Regions from separate parts of the Mus musculus genome. Here region 2 is linked to region 1. The links are chromatin contacts, called in public HiChIP or PLAC-seq maps. All regions are on one chromosome and are shown on one strand. Each heading gives the region's core, a stretch centred on a gene start, on an enhancer-like site or on the middle of the called end of the contact. The rest is flanking DNA. Distances are from core to core; before and after follow the strand shown.

What was found. HiChIP or PLAC-seq counts read pairs in DNA pulled down with a chosen protein or histone mark.
Region 2: a contact with region 1 is called in an H3K4me3 HiChIP or PLAC-seq map of bone marrow-derived macrophages, with 11 times the contacts expected there. The contact joins two enhancer-like sites. A contact is called at or near these places in 6 of 15 datasets of contacts at CTCF or cohesin (CD8 T cells, the NIH/3T3 cell line, embryonic stem cells and 3 more), 31 of 484 Hi-C or Micro-C datasets (the Ba/F3 cell line, the CH12 cell line, the G1E-ER4 cell line and 22 more), 20 of 115 datasets of contacts at active chromatin or transcription factors (the 230-238 cell line, DN3 thymocytes, the SCID.adh cell line and 14 more) and 1 of 9 other capture datasets (embryonic stem cells).

The regions. Positions count from the first base shown.
Region 1 is chr6:47,314,250-47,319,416 of GRCm38.p6, forward strand. No RefSeq gene overlaps it. Among named protein-coding and RNA genes, the nearest start is that of Gm35280, 59 kb to the left of the region's middle. Within about 2 kb of position 3,097, at least 29 of the 459 cell types and tissues checked have an H3K27ac peak or open chromatin away from gene starts, as enhancers often do. A contact at or near this core is called in bone marrow-derived macrophages, where this site is marked.
Region 2 is chr6:47,619,053-47,624,219 of GRCm38.p6, forward strand. No RefSeq gene overlaps it. Among named protein-coding and RNA genes, the nearest start is that of F830010H11Rik, 26 kb to the left of the region's middle. Within about 2 kb of position 2,154, at least 46 of the 459 cell types and tissues checked have an H3K27ac peak or open chromatin away from gene starts, as enhancers often do. A contact at or near this core is called in bone marrow-derived macrophages, where this site is marked.

The DNA of each region.
Region 1 (5,167 bases), core at 1,847-4,346:
GACAGCTGACACAAGTGTGTGGCAAAATGGTGAGAGCCCACTTTCCTACCTTATCTACATGATCTAAGGCACTTAAAATTGAGGGTATATAATGAGCCTGTCCGTGGTTGGAAGTACTAGACACTAGCTGTTTTGCCACTCCGTTTAGTCTTACAGTTATTTAAATGCTCTAACTGAAACTTGGACAGTCACATCATTAGAGGCAAATGACATCTAGAAATTTGTTTTTATACTGTTGTAAATTCTCCAACAACCTATGTCTGAGGGCAGATAGGAGTCCTGTTCAAGGCTTCAATTTTAATAGAGAAGATTTCCTTTATTTTTGCCATGCTGATAAATTTCAGATTTTAAACAAACAAAAAATCCATGTGAAATTCTCTTCCAACATAGAATAGGAAGGACAAAACAATTTCAGTATTGAGCCACTAGATGGCAGATTCCTACAGTCTGAGGAACGAATAGGGATCCAAAAAAACAAAAACCCAAGAACGTATTTTTTAAATGTGTTCAAAATCAAATACTTGCTCCGTATGTAATTTAGAAAGTGTCTGTGACTTAAGTCCAAAGAGGAAATGTGATAAGATTAAAAACAAACAAACAAACAAAAACCCTTTTATTTCATCTACATCTGCTAGAGTTTAATAAAAAGTGGGACCCATAGGGATTCATAGAAAAAAAGAAACAAATGTTCTCTCCATGGTTTTCGCTGAGTCTCTCCCCGGAGGAAATGTGCTTTTATAACATCTCCAGCTTGTATTGACTCTTATGCTCTAGCCACCCCAGAGTTTATCCTTGACTCAAACCTTTGCCACTCGATGGCTGCTAGTCAGCCTGGATCAGCTACAGATCAGTGCCTGCATGGAAACCTGAGTCGGGATCCTGCCTCTGCCTTTGGCCAGCTGTGTACACCTCTAACCTGTCTAAGGCCTGAGGTCTGCAAGCCTTGGTACTGGTGTGTGCGCCTATATCTGTGTCCGTGTCCGTGTCCGTGTCCGTGTCCGTGTCCGTGTCCGTGTCTGTGTCAGCAGATGCATGCCTAACAGCCTGTGTTCCAGCTGGGAAATAAAGGATAACTTACCTGCCCACAGTTCCTCACAAGCTCTTCAAGCTCCCAGCTTCCCTCGGCCCTCTTCCTCTCCCATCATGGAAGCTTGGACCTCACAGCTTGGACAAGCATCTCTCTGTAATCTGAATTTACATTTAGCATCATATCTGACTTTGATTTAGTTTGTTTTGGTTTGACTTTGGTTTATAACCTTTATCAAAACAAAGGAATTTGCTCTGAAGCCAGGGGGGTTGAGTCTGACTTTTGTTTCTGTGTTTAATCATGGGTTACTGTGGAACATTTCCAAATCTTTGGAAATAACTAGCTGTTCACATGCAGTTGTGAGATTTAATAGACTCCATCTGCCCTTCACTGTACACACTCAGCATCATCTTTAGGCGCTATAGCACATATCACAACCAGGAAATTGGCATCCGAGTCATGCAGAGTTCACCAGTTTTCCTAGCACTCCTTTGCTTGTGTATATTTAATTTCTGCAACTTTATCACATGTGTAGATCTCTGGGACCACTGCCTCAACCAGGATACAGAACATTCCAATGAATCTTTTACAGCCACTGTGACCTTCCTCTTTGCCCTTGGCCTCTGGGAATCGTGAGGATCATTAGTGTCCAAACTGTAATTTTACCTTTTCAAGGTTTTATCAATGGAAGCAACCTGGGAGGTACCATCTGGGACTGGGTGGGTCTTATTCAGAATAATCCTTTTGAGATCCATCTGAATTGTATATATCACTAGATTACTCATTTTTATTGCTAAGTAGTATTCCACACAATGTATGCATCATAGTATGTTTAGCTATACATGCAATAAGAGATTTATGTGTTGTTTGCAGTTTGGGACAAGTACAGTTAAATCTGCTTTAAAAATTCACATAAAGTTTTGTGTGTGTGTGTGTGTGTGTGTGTATGTGTGTGTGTGTGTGTGTGTGTGTGTAAAAATAAGTTTCATTTTATCTTGGGGGGAAAAAAGAGCAAGAGTGCATTACTTGTGACCATATGGTAAACACGTGTTTAGTTTTATAGGGAGTTGCCAGTGTTTTCCAGAGAAAGTATGACATTTATGTTACTTTGAGGAATGTTTGAGAGTGTCTCTTTTTCCATGTCCTCACCACCATGTTTGTCTGTTCGGTTGGTTGTTGGTTGGTTGGGGTGTCTGTTGTTACTATTTTGGCCATTATGACACGTGTATATAAACTCTCTTTCTAGTTGATATAATGCTTCAGCTGGTGATATCAAACATGTTCTCTAGGCATTTATTTGCATCTATTTCAGTGAAATATCTGTGTATACCCTTTGCCCATTTTCCTTTATTGTTATTATCTAACACAAGGTAAATGCTATGTAAAAAGCAGTATTGAGAAAGTAATAACAGACAACTGTCCATTCATGCTCAATTCAGACAGAATCCCCTTTCTACTACCACCCCCATCTCCTTACTCCTGCTTTCTGCCCCTTCCCCTTTCATCTCACATGTTCTGTTGCCTCCCAAGTGTCCCCCAACCTCCTCTTGATGCTCCAGTCTCATGCTCTTCACCCATTTTCTGATTTGTTCTCTTTTTCACAGTTGAGTGTTGAGAATGCACCCACAATGTCTAAAGTATTCATCACTTGGCCTTTAACAACAGCAAATGCCAATTCTATCTTGCAGTATTATTACAAACTTAAGGCCAGGCTTGTGCGCTGCCATCTTTGCTTCTCCCACTCAACTTGACTCTCCTATGCACGTTATGAGTAAGGCTCTTTTCTCAGAATGGTCACCATGGTCTCCTCGAACTCGGTCTCCAACAATTTCAAGATATGACTACCAGTTGCCCCTCTTCCCAGAATTCAACCCATCAGCCCTTTAAAGATAGGATCCAACTATTTTCCTGAGTGCTGCAGAGAACTCTGTGGATAAAGCAGTTGCCTAGCACGCATGAGGACTTAAGTTTGAACCACCATGTGATGGGGCAATGCAGTGTAGTGAGTGGTTCCTCCATCTTGTTTTCTTGCTGAGGCCATTTCAGGCTTAAGTAGAATCTGATCTTTTTGATGGAGAATCCCATAGAAAACAACTCAGCTCTATTCTAGGAACCAAAGGTCAGGAGCTCCTTAGCTAACTTAGCTTCTGTTAAACTTCCTGTTTCTGCAAAAACTTCCTCCAGCTAACTGCTTATCTTTGCTTCTGTTAAAACTCTGCTTTTGCCCAGCAGTGGTGGTGATAGCACATGCCTTTAATCCCAGCACTTGGGAGGCAGAGGCAGGTGGATTTCTGATTTCTGAGGCCAGCCTGGTCTACAGAGTGAGTTCCAGGACAGCCAGGGCTATACAGAGAAGCCCTGTCTTGAAAAAAAAAATTATGATGTTACCTTTTGCATTTTGTCCCATATAAGCCACGTGACATCCTTCAGTGTCACTTGATAGACGATGTGGCCAGCCCTTGATCTACTGTGGCTGTCTGAGTGCTCACTGCTAGGGCTGACCCACTGGCCACCTCCTCATGCCTGTGTTATTGTCATGATAGCATTCTTCTCATGGGTAGCACAACTCTGAACAAACTCAAATAAGTCTGATCAATCTTGACTCCTCCCCTCCTCAGGACAAAATTCATTTATAGCAATGCAGTATTTTGTCCTTCGGGGTGTGAAAATTAAACTTCAGTCTGTCAGGGTGGTTGCTATGTACCTGTAGAAAGTGATGCAAATACTTTAATACTTGCATTGTAATTTGAAAAGTTTTGAAGGAAAATATCCCAGCTGCAAGTAGGCTAATAAAATAGATGAGTTTGCTATTTTTTATTTTTGCTTATTTTTTTTTCCTCACTAAAATTCTCTTTTGAGGCTGGTTTTTGAGAATCATCCATCGACAGGTACATTTTTCCCAGTTCTTTCATATCTGGTTGTATATCTATCTGTGGTGGTTTGAATGAAAAAGGCTCCCATACATTCATAGGGAGTGGCATTATTGGAGGTGTGGAAATAAGGTTTTACAGGGGGTGGGCTTTGAGGTTTCAGAAGCTCCATCCAAGCCCAATGTCACTCTCTCTTCCTTATGCCTGTGGATCCAGATGTAGATCTCTCAGCTACCTCTCCAGCACTATGTCTGCCTGCCACCATGATGATAAAGGACTAAACCTTTGAACGTGTAAGCCAGCCCCCAACTAAATGTTTTCCTCTATAAGAGTTGCCTTGGTTATGGTTTCTCTTCACAGAAATAGAAATCCTAACAAAGACACTATCCACATGTGTGTTGTTATTGTGTGTCATCATGTGAGGTTTACGTACATTTATATTTAAGTACTTATATGTTCTATATCTTTTCTTTTGAATCATTGAATCCTTATTGTTCATGGAAGATATGCCATGAAAGTAATTTTTGAAATTGTAATGTTAACAAATAGCAATGGTAAGTAATGTAAGCTGTGTCTGAGACAAACTGTTCCCTGCTGTGCAATGTTTGGACAGGAGCCACCCGAAGATTCCCTGCACTTCAAGCTCAGCCGGAGCTCAGTCCCTGCTCTGTACACAAACAAGTTCCTTTGGAGGGTCAGAAGTGCCACTTGGGAAGGGCCTGCCTGGTACACAATGACTTAGCAACAGAAGTGGTTTTAATTATAATGAAAACAGTGTTCAGAAACTATAAAACACAAGCTGTCTGTTACAGACTCTTTGAAGAACAACGAAAGGCAAGGCAACAGAATGGATGGCTGACGTCAAGCTACCCGTGCGCACTGCTCTCCTTACTGAAAGCAGAGAAAGGCTTCTGTCTGCTGATGAAGCTGAGCTTTCAGCTGCTAAGCAGAGGGTTCTGTGCTTTCCTCAGGGTAACACTGCAATAAAACAAGAAGCGCTCACAGATTAAAGAGGCAGAAAAGTTGCCCAATAATAAATAGTCCCCTCCTTAGCTACAGTAAACAGGAGAAATGTCCAAGATCCCCAGTAAATGCCTTAAACCTCCAATAATTCCAAACCCTATGAAAACATGTTTTTCAAATACACCCAGATCTGTGATCATCTTTAATGTAGAACTTATAGTAGCTATGAATAAAATAGAGCAATTATAGAAATGAATTACTTAAGCCATGGTTTGTTTATTTCTGGTAGTTTCCAGGGTTAGATTTT
Region 2 (5,167 bases), core at 904-3,403, 300 kb after region 1:
GACCCCTGTGAAAGGGTCTGTTCTACTCCAAGGAGGCCATGAGCTACCGATTGAGATCCACTGGCTTAGGCAAAGAAATGCTAAACATTGTACAATGTCCAGAAAAGGTTTTCACCTCAAAGAACTTTTGCCTCAAAAGTCATTAGTACCAAGGTGGAAAAGCCCTGCCCTGACAGTTTCTAAATAAGCTGTTCTCAACCTGACTCCTTTGGGGGTGAAACAACCCTTTAGCAGGGGTCGTTTAAGATCATCACAAAACATAGATATTTACATTACAGTTCATAACAATAGCAAAATTACAGTTATGAAGTAGCAACAAAGTTAATTTTTCCCAAGACAGGGTTTTTCTGTGTAACAGCTCTGGCTATCCTGAACTTTGTGGACCATACTGGCCTCAAACTCACAAAGATCTGCTGGCCTCTGCTCCCCAGGGCAGGGATTAAAGGCGTGAGTCACCACACCTGGCCACAACAAAAATAATTGTATGGTCAGGGTGACCACAACATGAGAAACTGTATTAAAGGATGTCAGCATTAGGAAGGTTGAGAACCACTGTTTTTAATGTTGTATCTCAGCGTTTGTGTTTATCCCAGGCAGAAGGGAATATTTTCGGACCGTCATAGACTAACTTGAACTCTGACTCAATTAAGTTACCAGGAAAACTACAAACCGATTTCTAAATGTTTTGCTTTTCCAGGCTTCTGTATAAACAATACAGCAGAAGCAGAGGGAAAAGGAGCTTCAAGATGTCACTAAATAAGGACAGGTATGGGGGTACAAACTTTTAATCTCTACACAAAGGCAGGTGTAGCTCTGTGAGTTTGGGGGCCACTCTGGTCTCTATAGAAAGCTCCAGATTAGACAAGACTTGCCATGTAGCTAGACTCTGCTTCAAAATAACAAAAACCCTAGCAAAACTCACCCACCACCACTACCACCACCAACAACAACAATGAAAACAACAAAACTAACCAAACATATCAGGCAGGCTGGGCAGTGGTACAGACTGGTCATCTCAGTTTTCAGAGGTCTAAGGGAGGAGGGGCTTCAAGGCTTTCTGGGGCTGAGTAGAAAAAAACTGTCTCAAAAACAACAGCAAACAAAAACCCAGGAAACTATCTCAAAAATAAATAATAATAAATAAATAAAAATAAAAGAATTAAAAAAAAAAAAAGCTCCGGGTAATGGTGGCACATGCCTTTAATCTCAGCACTTGGGAGACAGAGGCAGGCAGATTTCTGAGTTCGAGGCCAGTCTGGTCTACAGAGTGAGTTCCAGGACAGCCAGGGCTACACAGAGAAACCCTGTCTCGAAAAACCAATAAAATAAAATAAAATAAAATAAAATAAAATAAAATAAAATAAAATAAAATAATTAAAAAAAAAGCCGAGCAGTGGTGGCTCATGCCTTTATTCCCAGCACCTGGGAGGCAGAGGCAGGTGCATTTCTGAGTTTGAGGCCAGCCTGGTCTACAGAGTGAGTTCCAGGACAGCCAGAGCTACACAGAAAAACCCTTTCTTGAAAAACAGAAAGAAAGAAAGAAAGAAAGAAAGAAAGAAAGAAAGAAGGAAGGAAGGAAGGAAGGAAGGAAGGAAGGAAGGAAGGAAAGAAAGAAAGAAAGAAAGAAAGAAAGAAAGAAAGAAAGAAAGAAAGAAAGCAAGCAAGCAAGAAAGAAAGAAACAAAGAAAGAAACAAAAAAACAAAGAAAGAAACAAAGAAAGAAACAAAGAAAAAAAGCTAGGAGGTGGTGGTCCATGCCACTAATCCCAGCACTTGGGAGGCAGATGTAGTCAGATCTTCAGGAGTTTAAGACCAGCCTGGTCTACAGAGCTAGAGTAACCCTGTCTCAAACAAACAAACAAACAAACAAATAAATAACAGAAACAGGTTGAGAGACATCTCAGTGATTAACAATTAACAGAATTGCTCTCTTCCTGAGGATTTTGATTCCTGGAGCTGGGAGGGGAGGTGCCATGCTTCTCCACAGAAACCAGAGATGACAATCTAAGGGAGTAGGAGAGGGACTGGGGGAGCTGGGCAGACCTCTCCGATGGGGGAAGCAAGTGCGTGCAGATGGCATGTGTACACACCAGTACTGAAGAAGGGTTCCATCACTTCACAAAACTTTCTTGAGATTAGTTCCCTTTCTTTCATCACTGGTATGTATGAGTCATGACCTTAATCTCCCTGAGGAGATCCTGAGTGATTCTGAAATTCTGAGGCAAACCATGAGAGGCCTTTTGTACTTGCATTCTGAGTAAGTGGCAGGTGCCAGGAAGCCAGCTGCCCAGGGGCTAAGGACCAAAGAGCATCACCAGGCAATACAGAGGCTAGAGGGAGGTCTGGATGGGGAAAGGGGTGTATGAAAGATATACTGCTTGGCTGCTGGTAGCTGCCTGAGGGGAGAACTCTATTCGAAGTCAGCATGATTCCCCCGCCCCTTCCTGTATGCTATCACTCCACCATCTTTACTGCTGCCAGCTGAAGAACAGGAGAGAAGCTGGCCATTGGTCACTTGTCACCTTCTGCACCTGAGGCATTGACAGACCCCCAGGTAAATGAAGAGAACAAAACCTTCTCTCCTACAGACTCACAGCCAGAGATAGCCAGATAAACTATAAGCAAAAAATTTCCACAGATGGGACCAAGTGCTATTAAAAAAAAAAAGAGCTTTTATTGAGGATGTAAGAACAGAAAATGAACTTGCAACTTGCTACTTCTGCTTAGTAACAAAGATGAGGTCTTCAGTTTCCTGTGAGCTCCATATCCAGACACTCCATGCTGGGTACTCAGCATTCAGAGCCACAGTGTTGTCATTAGGCCCTGATCTGGTAGCACACACATTCTCAGCTATGTCTTCTTTGCCTTCATTCATATTATCTAGTTACTACTGTATCAGACTGTATGGTTTTAACCATGAGTGTTAAGTTTCCTCACAATACACTATAAAATACCTTTATAACCAGTGAGTGCTTTGTGCCCCTACCTAGCTTGTATCTTTTCATTTCTAGAAGTAATTCGTTCACATAAATGTTCCTACCATCATTAAAGATTCATACTACACATATTTGGATGAAGATTCCAGCAGACAGATCCAGTTTCAGTCAAACAACCCTAACACTTATCCATAACAACATTTGAAATTTCTTCTAATTTTCAAAGAAAATTATGTATGATCAATACTTGCCTTCCCAGCACTCCTCTCACCCCCATAGTAGTCTTACTTCTTTCCCTTGTTAAATTCTTCTACAAGCTAGGAGCACATGCCTGTAATCCCAGCTACCTGGGAAGGCTAAAGCAGGAGAATGACAAATTCAAGGCCAGCCTGACTGACTAAAGTGAGATCTTATCTCAAAATAAAAGAAAGGGTGATTGCATACACTAGCAAGATTTTGCTGAAAGAACCCAGATATGGCTGTCTCTTGTGAGACTATGCCGGGGCCTAGCAAACACAGAAGTGGATGCTCACAGTCAGCTATTGGATGGATCACAGGGCCCCCAATGGAGGAGCTAGAGAAAGTAGCCAAGGAGCTAAAGGGATCTGCAATCCTATAGGTGGAACAAAAATATGAACTAACCAGTACCCCCCGGAACTCGTGTCTCTAGCTGCATATGTATCAGAAGATGGCCTAGTCAGCCATTAGTGGAAAGAGAGGCCCATTGGTCGCGCAAACTTTATATGCCTCAGTACAGGGGAATGCCAGGGCCAAGAAGTGAGAGTGGGTGGGTGGGGGAGTTGGGGGGAGGGTATGGGGGACTTTTGGGATAGCATTGGAAATGTAAATGAAATAAATACCTAATAAAAAAATAATAATAATAAAAAAAGAAAGGGTGGTGGTAGTGGTGGATGTCGCTCCATGGAAGTTTAGTTTATTTGCCTATTTGCCTAGTATGTTTAAGGCCTTGGGTTCAGGATCTACTTTTGGGGGAAACTCATTCTCTCTCTCTCTCTTTCTCTCTCTCTCTCTCTCTCTCTCTCTCTCTCTCTCTCTCGTTGGATTCTTTGCAAATGAGCTTTGTGACTCAGACTTGCCCAACTAGATATTTTGGGAATTTAAAAAAAATGTAAGCCTGGCGTAGTGGCGCACACCTTTAATCCCAGCACTCGGGAGACAGAGGCAGGCAGATTTCTGAGTTCGAGGCCAGCCTGGTCTACAGAGTGAGTTCCAGGACAGCCAGGGCTATACAGAGAAACCCTGTCTGAAAGAAAGAAAGAAAGAAAGAAAGAAAGAAAGAAAGAAAGAAAGAAAGAAAGAAAGAAAGAAAGAAGTGTTAGTCAAAACAGGATTTTTAAAGTTATATAACTGAAAGTACTAAAGATATAATTTAGCTTTGATGGTTGAATGGAACTTCCTATTCACTGGCTTCATAATCCATAGCATCAAAATGAAGTAAATATTGTGACATGATTTTGCAGTCAACATCTGTGGGGCTCAGAAATGCTTTAAGCTTAATCAAATGTAGCATTTTCTTTAATTCGGAGTGGGAAAAATATAAATTACACCATATGAATCACAGTTTAATTCTCTGAAAGAACCCTTAGGAAAAAATATTCTAAATGCATTGCATCATTTTATAGACAAACCAGTAACCAGACTGGTTTATGACAAGGCAGACCCCTTAACCACCCATGTGTATGGACATATGAATAATTTCTACCCCAAATATACTATAGGAGTCTGAAAACGTTAAATGTGTAAAGATTCTACCCAGAAAGTCTGGTTTGCTAGAGATCACATACATAGATAGCTCAGCTACTGCTATTCATAGAAAATAGGTTTAGAATCAACAATTTGTTTTAAAAAGAGAGAGAGAGAGTGAGAGATTAATGAGCAAAACAACAAAAGAAAAAGATCTTCATATTAAAACCAAGCCACACTTCTAAGCAGTACATCTCATTTTACTTTTAAATTTATTTGGCATGGATATTGATGGTGGTGGTGGTGGATGGTGGTGGTGGTGTGGGTGTGCCTGCAAGTGTAAGTGTGCATGTGCAATCGGTAGTGCTCATGTAGATGTCAGAGGACAACTTGTGGGTGCAAGTTTTCTTTCTACCATATAGGTAGAAAACAGAAAGGGCTGAACTCAGGTCATCAGCTTGGATGTTAAGTATCTTTATCTGCTGAGCCATTTCTCTTGCCCAGCAGCAAGTTTTAAGTACCTATAT